Regions from separate parts of the Oryctolagus cuniculus genome. Here region 1 is linked to region 2. A link is a contact called in public Micro-C data. All regions are on one chromosome and are shown on one strand. Each heading gives the region's core, a stretch centred on a gene start, on an enhancer-like site or on the middle of the called end of the contact. The rest is flanking DNA. Distances are from core to core; before and after follow the strand shown. Region 1 holds the start of RNF7 (ring finger protein 7). Region 2 holds the start of TFDP2 (transcription factor Dp-2).

Region 1 (4,526 bases), core at 944-3,443, 380 kb before region 2:
GGAACGATGCCGTCCCGGGTTAGCTGCCGGTCCCCCCCCCCCCCGCCTCCGCGGAGGGGCGGCACCCCTGCCACTTTCCCCGCTTCCACGGAGGAGCAGCACACCACAGGCCGGCTCTCTCGGGGGCTGCTCAGATGTTCCTCAGGTGTTCCTGGTGCATGGTGTCTCTCTCCTCCTTTATAGTCCTCTTCCACCAATCCCAACTCTGCTGCCCATACGCCGAGCACGCTGCTCTCCTCCAATCAGAAGCAGGATCAGCTCCTGCAGCTTATCAGTCAAACTGATGAGGCAGCTGCGTAGAGGTTGTTTGCTCCCTCTCAGCGCCATATTGTTGGGAGAGCAGATGCATAGAATAAGTCTTAATTCCAGTAACTTAGTCTAGTCTCAGTTGCTCCCCACACTTTCAAATAAAAATAAAATAATTCTTAAAAAAACATACTTAAATACTTCCAGGGGCCAGTGCAGTGGTGCAGCAGGTTAAAGCCCCAGCCTGCAGTGCCAGCATCCCATATGGGCACCGGTTCAAGTCCCGGCTGCTTCATTTCCAGTCCAGCTCTCTGCTATGGCCTGGGAAAGCAGTGGAAGATGGCCCAAGTCCTTGGGCCCCTGAACTCATGTGGCAGATCCGGAAGAAGCTTCTGGCTTCTGGCTTCAGATTGGCTCAACTCCGGCCATTGAGGCCATTGAGGCCATCTGGGGAGTGAACCAGTGGATGGAAGACCTCTCTCTCTCTGTGTCCACCTCTCTGTAACTGTCAAATAAATAAAATAAATATTTTTTAAAATAAAATAAAAATACTTCCAGGGGTTAGGAAGCAGTCAGGAAAGGCCCCCGTGGGAATAAGGAAAAAGGGATTTATATGAAACCTGCCATCTGCGGATTGGACAACCAACATCACCCAGAGAAAATGCAAAGATTGACAGGGAGCGCGAGGGCTCCACATCCACAGGTAACTGTAAGAGACTGGACCGTGGCACAGAGCCGCATGTCTGAAGTGCTTAGCAACTGAGCAGGTCAGCACAACCTGCCTTAATCACTCAGGTCAACAATCTTTTTCAGCTATCACATCTCTCAAGTGGTCAGCAAGGCAAGGTTTGTTAGGTAGCTGGTCAGTAACCATGCCGGCTCCAGGGAGACAGAATAAACAAGGCAGACACCTAAGGCAGCGAAACTATGCAGAACTGACCCACTGCTATGCACGCCCTGTATCAGCACCCAGTGCCCAGACCCTGGCAGAACCCTCCCTGGGGGGCCCCTCTGGCAAACAGGGGTCTCAGGTTCTCAATCAAATCTAATTTCATTTGCTTTGCTCAATCCTACTCATCGACCTACTCCACCACCGTGGGACAAAGAACTGATCCCAGATCCCTGTAACAACACGGCTGCAGTCTATGCTTTCCAAACTACCCCCTTCACGCAGCGGCAGTGTAAGCTCTAACTCCCTTCTCTGCACCTCACTACTCCTACATACAAAAAAGAGAGATTAAACTAGTTTAAAGTGAGTCCCATGGGTTTCTGGGATCCTTTTAGGGAACAAGTCAGGTCAAAGATTGCATTCATTCAGAACCTTTTTCCTCCTTTTCACTTTCACTCTAAGGGTACAGTGGAGTTTTCCAGAAACTACATCATCTATGGTGTCCTGCTTTAACAATACCTTGCAATGGGTTTGTTTTTAAATGAATTAATACATTTTAACTTTTAATTTCTTAAAGAGTAAAATAACCATCCCGCCTATCTTCCACAGACACAAAATCTCCTTAAAATTTTAATAACTTTCAGATCTAAAGGAGCTATATGCCCAAAAAGTTTGACCACCACCGAACTTTCTAGATCTTCACGGTCATTCACTCAACAGTTTCTTGTAACCACTTTTTTTTTTTTTAAGACATCCAGGACGTGGTAAGAACACGGTACGAGCACTCATAGCAGTTTATACTTGGTAGGGGAGAGGCAAACGAATAAATTAACGGGATCATTTCCCAGCTAAGGCCGAAAGCGGGCACGCACCCCAGCGCGGCTCGCGCCCCAGGCGCCGACCCAACACCTCCGCGCAGCGGCGGCACCGCCTCGACCGACGATCCGCAGGCCCCGCCCAGCGGCCCGGCGCAGCGAGGGGCGGGGGCCGTAGTCCCGCCCCCGGCGCCGGCGTGCGGTGACGTCACTGACAGCGCCAGCCAATCGCGGCCGCCCTAGCCGAGACAATACGGTGACCCGCGGCCTGCGGGCGGCGCTGTGGGCCCGCCGGACGGCCCCACCGAGCCGCCATAGTTGCCCGCCTCCCGCGACCTAACGTCTTCGCCGCCGGCTCCGCGCCGCCGCCATGGCCGACGTGGAAGACGGCGAGGAGACCTGCGCCCTGTCCTCTCACTCCGGGAGCACAGGCTCCAAGTCGGGGGGCGACAAAATGTTCTCTCTCAAGAAGTGGAACGCGGTGGCCATGTGGAGCTGGGACGTGGAGTGCGATACGTGCGCCATCTGCAGGGTCCAAGTGATGGGTAAGTTACACGCGAGGCCGGGGCCGCGGTACGGCCTCCGCGGGGTCGGCCCCGGGCGGCTGCGCCGGAACCCTCGGCTGGTCCCGCGGGCCCACGCCCCCGCTTCAGGCCGCCTGGGCTGCGGTCGCCGCCGGCGCTTTGGTGTCGTCCCCAGGCGCCCATCGCCGGGCGACCGGTGCCCCGGGGAGAGAAACGGACAGTAGGCAGGCGATGAGACAGGGTGGTTTCAGGCGATGAGGGAGGTGCTCCGGGGAGAGAAGTTGGGTGATTTGATGGGAGCTGGGGCTCCACCCGTCTGGTGTAGCCCGCCGGGGCCCCGCGAGCAGACCGCAGAGGGGCCGGGGGCAAAGGCCGCGATGGCGCGGAGCGCGCCGGAGGCCCCGTCACCCGCCCCGGAGGCCCCGTCACCCGCCCCGGAGGCCCCGTCACCCGCCCCGGTGGCCTCGTCACCTGCCCCGGAGGCCCCGTCACCCGCCCCGGTGATGCTCCGCGGTCGTCGGGCGCAGGAACGAAAATCTCGGTCCTGCCCCGCAGGGCAGCGCAGCGCAGCGCACAGCCATTGCCTTTCCTGCTGCTGCGGCTTGCGCTGCTGGCTTTTCAATCCGGATCGATCTAAGGTGTCCCGATGGCGCTCGCTGGGCCTGGGAGGGGGCACCCTGTGGCTAAGGAGCAAGTGTCCGTCCTCGGAATTGGAGAATGTGGTCCCTTAACTCCCCTCTCCATCCCAGGACGTCGTTTCCTGGAGAAGACGCTGCCTTGGGGGAGAACTTCCTTTTCCATAACATTTTGAAATCCAACATCCGGACGAAGTGAAATATTTTGGAGCAGCTTAGTCTCCTTTATGTTTTACGTGGTTTCTGTTTTAAGATCTCGGGCCACCTTGAAAAACAAGCCCTCCTTAAATGCAAGTTATGTTTTTAAATAGTGCATTTGAAATTACTGTGAGAGCATTTTAAGTAGTGTTTTTACTTGAGGGTTAGTTGAAGAAAACTGAGGTTTCCATAGTTTGAAAACTTTGTGGTTTGCCCTAAAAAAAAGTGAGAGAATTGGAAATAAACAACTTAGAGAATTGCTTTCTCCTTTTGAGGGGTGAGAGTTGAAATCTACCAGAGTCAAAAGATTTCTCAGTGTATGCTGTCTTTTGTCTTTTATTCACAAGGGCTTGTTTCATAGAGGGTTTCCAACAGTATGATTCAAATATTTTTAGGCTTTTACTCTGAAAGATCCGGATTTTAGACAGGATCCACTTATTTGCGTATTTGCCTGTAAAACAGTTAATACCCTCCCACACACACCTCAGTTAGGAACTAAAATCATAATTTTCAGTTTGAGAGGCATTTTGTTTATTGTTGATCAAGGAGACCTGATCTTTTATTCTTTTGCTGGACAAGCTTTACGCAAAGATTGTACCCCCTAAGCTTTCTTCAGTTTAAAGGAAAATCAGCTGCCTTTTCATTCCTTCTTAGTTTATAAAAAATGTCCCAAAAGGGTCTTTAAGGATTTTTTTTAAAGATCTCAGACCACCTGTTAGCTATTTTCTCCCCAAAGAGGAAAATTGTTTAAACAATAAGTGGAAAAGAAAGCTTGCAACAGACTTTACTGGGATATTGAAAGTTGGTCAGAGAATGGGCTATAAGTGACTCAGAGTCATCATTAACTTTCTAATTATCACAAATATTCTGCTACTCCAGGTTTAAAGTTGAATATTTACAACCGCCATACTTGGAGGTCAGAAACATATTCTGAACCTTTGTGTTTTGTTTTTGTGAGATGTTAAAATTCAGTTAGTGGTCATGTGATAGTAGAAATAATTTTCCCCCTACTCTCCTAGTTCTTTTTCTAGCAGCATTTTTTTTAATAGATTTATGTATTTATTTGCAAGGCAGAGAGCTACAGAGAGAGAGAAGTCTTCCATCTGCTGGTTCATTCCCCTAATGGCTACAGTGGTCAGATCTGAGCCGATCTGAAGCCAGGAGCGTCCTCTGGGTCTCCCACACAGATGCAGGGGCATAGGAAGTTGGGTCATCTTCT
Region 2 (4,276 bases), core at 227-2,726:
ATAGCGATAAAGCTTTCGCTAAACCATAGGCCAGCCAACGACATGGAACAGCAAGATGCAACACAGATTCAACTACTCTGATTCTGAACAGAGACAGGTAGGGTCATGATTATGTCCTTTTAGAGAACAGGTGAATAATTCCAATTATATTTATTAGGCAAAATGACTAAGATGAAACCATTAAGAGAAAAGAAAAACAAGTGACCCAGAAAAAATTAGGTAATAGAAATCAAAGGAAAAGTCATGAAACTAAGATCTGGGGGAGAGGGGAGAAGGCGGAAGAGGGAAGATGGGGGGAGAGGGGAGATGGGGGAGAAGGAGCCACGCACCCACTGAAGCAAGCAAGCAGGTGGCAGAGGGCGTCTGAGCCGTCTGCGAGGGAAACGGAAGAGGAGAGCGTTCCGGGCTTCGGCGGAGCTTCGGCGGTGAGTGGGCAAGGGGCAGAGAAAAGGATCCTCTCGCGAACCCGCGCTCGCGGCAGTCAGAAGCGAGGGTGCCCACCTCGTGCCCTGCGCTGCCGGGCGGCGAGCTCGCGCCCCGGGCGTCCCTGACCCAGGCGGCCCCAGACTTCCCTCGGCGGCGGCGCCCACGCCGAGGTCCCCCAGCTCGAGCAGACGGAGACCTCACAACGCGAGCGCGCGGCGTCTCGGCGCGGTCCCACCCAAACCCTGCCGCTGCCCGGCGGACGGGCACCTCGGCTCTCCGGGATTTCTCCAGCCGTCTGGGCCCACAGAGCAATGCCAAAGTTCCCTTACGGGGCACAGGTACACACAAAGCCTCCCAACTCTTAAAAACAACAACGAAACCCTGGCGGAGGCAGACGGGGGGTCGCGAAGCAGGGGGCAAAGTCAGCAGCCAGAACCCGAAGCCATCGCTCCCTACGGCCAGGACGGGAAGGGGGAAGACACCCTCTGCCCGCCTCGCCGAGGCGTGACTCAGGGACCTCACCTCCCCCAGTTTGCAGGCTGCGCGAGGAAGGGTGACCTCCCTGCCTGCCCAGTCTCGCCCGGACACTCAAGGGTTACTCCGCCAGGCCTGAGGAGCCCGTGGGATTCCCGGGGGTCCCCCGGCGTACGCAGCGCGCCGGGCCGGGTCCAGAGGCCCTCGGCACGCGGGCCCGCGCCCTCGCCCCGGACCTTACCGCCGCTCGGCTGCAGAGGACCCGGCGGCCGCGCGAGGCTGCAGGGCCGAGCCGGGGGCGCGTCTTCGGGCGCCGCCGATCCTCTGGCGCCCGGGTCCCGGCGGACTCCCACCCAGGCAGCCGCGGCCTTGCCCCGGTCGAGGCCCCCAGGAGTTCGAGGCCCCGGCACGCCGACCTCGCGCCCGCGCGCGCCCTCAGGGCTCGGTCAGGGCGCGCCCCGCGTGCCGGACAGCGGCCGCACAGCAGCCGAAAGCGCTGCCGACTTCGTCAGCCCGCACTCGGCTCGGCGGCCTCCCCGCTTCCCCCGCGCGAGCTTTGGCGGCGGAGCAGCACGATGCACGGCCATTGGCCGGTGAGAGGCGTGACGTAGGGCGCCGCTCCCCACGGATTGGCCGGTCCCGGCGGTGCGTGCAAAGAGTAAACAAACCCCGCCCCCAGGCTGCCCAATGATGGGAGGGGGCACGAGAAGAAGAGGCGGAGCCTTTAAGCGCCGCGCTCCGACCCCTGAAGTTTCTCCCGGGCTGCCCAAAGGGTAGGTGGCGGTGGCCCGGGCTCTTGGTTCCAGCTCCGATTGCTGGACAAGCTGTAGGCCTGAAGCCTAAAGTTTAGAAACACGCCCTTCCCTCTCGCCCCTAACTCCCCCACGAGGTCCGCCCACGAAGCAGGAAGATCGCAGCTGTTTGAGAGGCGGGAGAAGTGGGGCAGGTGCATCTGGATCCTTCGCATTTGAGGAGTCGCGGGAGTAAGCGGTGAGGCAGTGCTTGGGGCCAGCCGTGGAGCGCCTTGAAAGTATTCGATGAGTGAGAGACTCCTGGGGAGTTGGAGGTTCTTCCCTAGCCAGGCGAGTTAGGATCCACACAAAGCCAGGCCGCCTTGCCCCGGGGCTGCCCGCTTCCCCAGACACCTGTTCCTGTAGGGTCGGTAGGTTAGCGTTACAAGATTGTGTCTGTTCGTTTTCTGCTGATTTGGAAAATTCCGCGTGGACCGAGCTGTGGAGGTTGAGAGAGGAGAGAGAGATGGGAGCTGCCCTGCTGATGGAGTGAGGTGTGAGGGCACAGTGTTGCAACGATAGGCCTTTCTCATTTCGCTCTGCTCAAATTTTATAAATCGCCCACGTGCGGAACACTGTTCCAGGTGCTGGAGATACCTCTGTGAACAAAAAGAGACAAAAACTGCGTTCGTGGAGCCCGCATTCTAGTGCGGTGGGAAAGACGACAGCTAAAGAAATAAGCAAAATAAAAACGATGCTACCTGCTGATCTGAGCTGTGGAAAAACAGTAAGCAGAGTGTGTGTGGGAGGGATGGCTTCAGCCTTAAGCATGGTGGACAGGGAAGGAGATCCTAAGGACGCGTTTAAGTAAACACATAAAGGACTTGAGGGAGACAGGAGATCACCTTTGGATCTGGGTGCGGTGTCGAGACACTGGCCTGCCACATCACAGTAGGGAGGTGAAGTCCTCGGAGTCCAAGAATGCCGGATGCTGCCTGTTGCTGATTGACTGTGACATGCAGATCCCCAGAGGAGTGATTACATTTTCAGCCACAAATCCAGAAGGAATTCTTTAGTTTTCACAAAAAATCTAGTAGATGTATTCAACTCAATTAAAAACAAACAAACAAAAAAAAAACCTTTTACCACTAGAGATACAATGAGCAAGCCTGCGGACACTCCCACTCAGTTCAAGGAACTCAGTGTAGCAGGGGCACAGCTCATAAACCACCCCAATATGGTGTGCGAAACACCTTCATGGAAGCAGACCCAGAAAGTGCCTCGGTTAATGTGGAGAGAGGTGGGTGCTGTTGAGGCGCTGTAGCCAAGGGTCTCTTTATTACATAGCAAACTTAGTGCTAAATTTTGGATTAAGGCAATGGCCAGGAGGAATTCCCTAACCTCTTTGTAGGTGAGACCCTGAAGATGACATTAAGTTGAATCCAATGAAATTGCTGATATTTGCCTATTTTCATAGAGTTCAGCTTACTCTAGCAGAGTTAATTGAGAGCATTTTGCTAAACAGTGTGTACAGTAAGTGTTCAGTAAGTGGTAGCAATTATTATGATCATTCTATAATATTACTGTTGAGAAATGATTTCAAAGTCAATGTTTCATAACACCTTCCAATGCCACAAAGTCTAATAGGCAGTGAAAGCTTCAAATTTTCCATTGACTAGTTTGATCTAGCTGTGAATTTCCATGACCTAATCAGGGGATGCTGTAAAAGACAGTAAATGCTAGTTTCACAGCAGGCCAAGAAATTCAGAAGACAGAGGAACAGCTTGGCTTTGAGGCCAAAAACTGAAAATTCTCCAGCACAGAATAAATTGTTGAGTTGCCACTGGGAAGAAAATTCATGTAAATCCATTTTTAATTCCCACTCATAGTTCCAATTTAGCAATTTGTACAACAGTCAGCTCTCTGTCTCTCCTCTCACTTCCCCATTAAGGATTTTAATTCTTTTGGAAAGGAACACACAGCGTCCACCATCTCCAGTGCCAGAGAGTAGATGGCTGAAATGTGCCGAAATGCTTATTGATGCAGCATACACTTATTAAGTGCCTATTGTAAGCCCAAAACTGTGCAAGGCATTGGAAATCCAAACACAAGTATCCAAAGAGTATTCCTTCCTTGTCTTTGGAACAATCTCCAATTCTCCCACAATTCAGCTTCCCCTGCCTCTTACCTAAACAACGCTTCACCCCAAAAAGGAAAAAGGTTCCCCTGACTTCCCATCTCCAGCTTTTTTCTAGTAAAATTCCATTTGTCTTTCTGACATTTATTTAAACTGATAATTACTGGTTTGGTATCCCATCAAACTGTAAGGTCGGTCAGAGGCACAGCTGTATCCTCCCATTCACTACTGTACCCTCAGTGCTTAAGAGACTTTCAAGGGGCCGGTGCTGTGATGTAGCGGGAGAAGCCGCTGCCTGCGGTGTCGGCATCCCATATGGGCGCCGGTTCAGATCCCAGCTGCTCCACTTCCGATCCAGCTCGCTGCTGTGGCCTGGGAAAGCAGTGGAAGATGGCCCAAGTCCTTGGGTCCCTGCACTCACGTTGGAGACCTGTAACAGGCTTCTGGCTCCTGGCTTCAATCACCTCAGCTTTGGCCATTGCATTCATTTGGGGAATGAACCAGCCAT

What was found. A called contact is a pair of places that touch in the nucleus more often than the background predicts.
Region 1: a contact with region 2 is called in a Micro-C map of ear pinna, with 4 times the contacts expected there. The contact joins the promoter of RNF7 here to the promoter of TFDP2 in region 2. A contact is called at or near these places in 3 of 6 Hi-C or Micro-C datasets (ear pinna, psoas muscle and an unstated tissue).

The regions. Positions count from the first base shown.
Region 1 is chr4:140,099,928-140,104,453 of mOryCun1.1, reverse strand. It overlaps RNF7 (ring finger protein 7), which reads left to right and starts at 2,193. Exons shown (of 3, transcript XM_008266261.4): 1 at 2,193-2,495. The coding sequence starts at 2,321.
Region 2 is chr4:139,714,691-139,718,966 of mOryCun1.1, reverse strand. It overlaps TFDP2 (transcription factor Dp-2), which reads right to left and starts at 1,476. Exons shown (of 14, transcript XM_070072710.1): 1 at 1,142-1,476.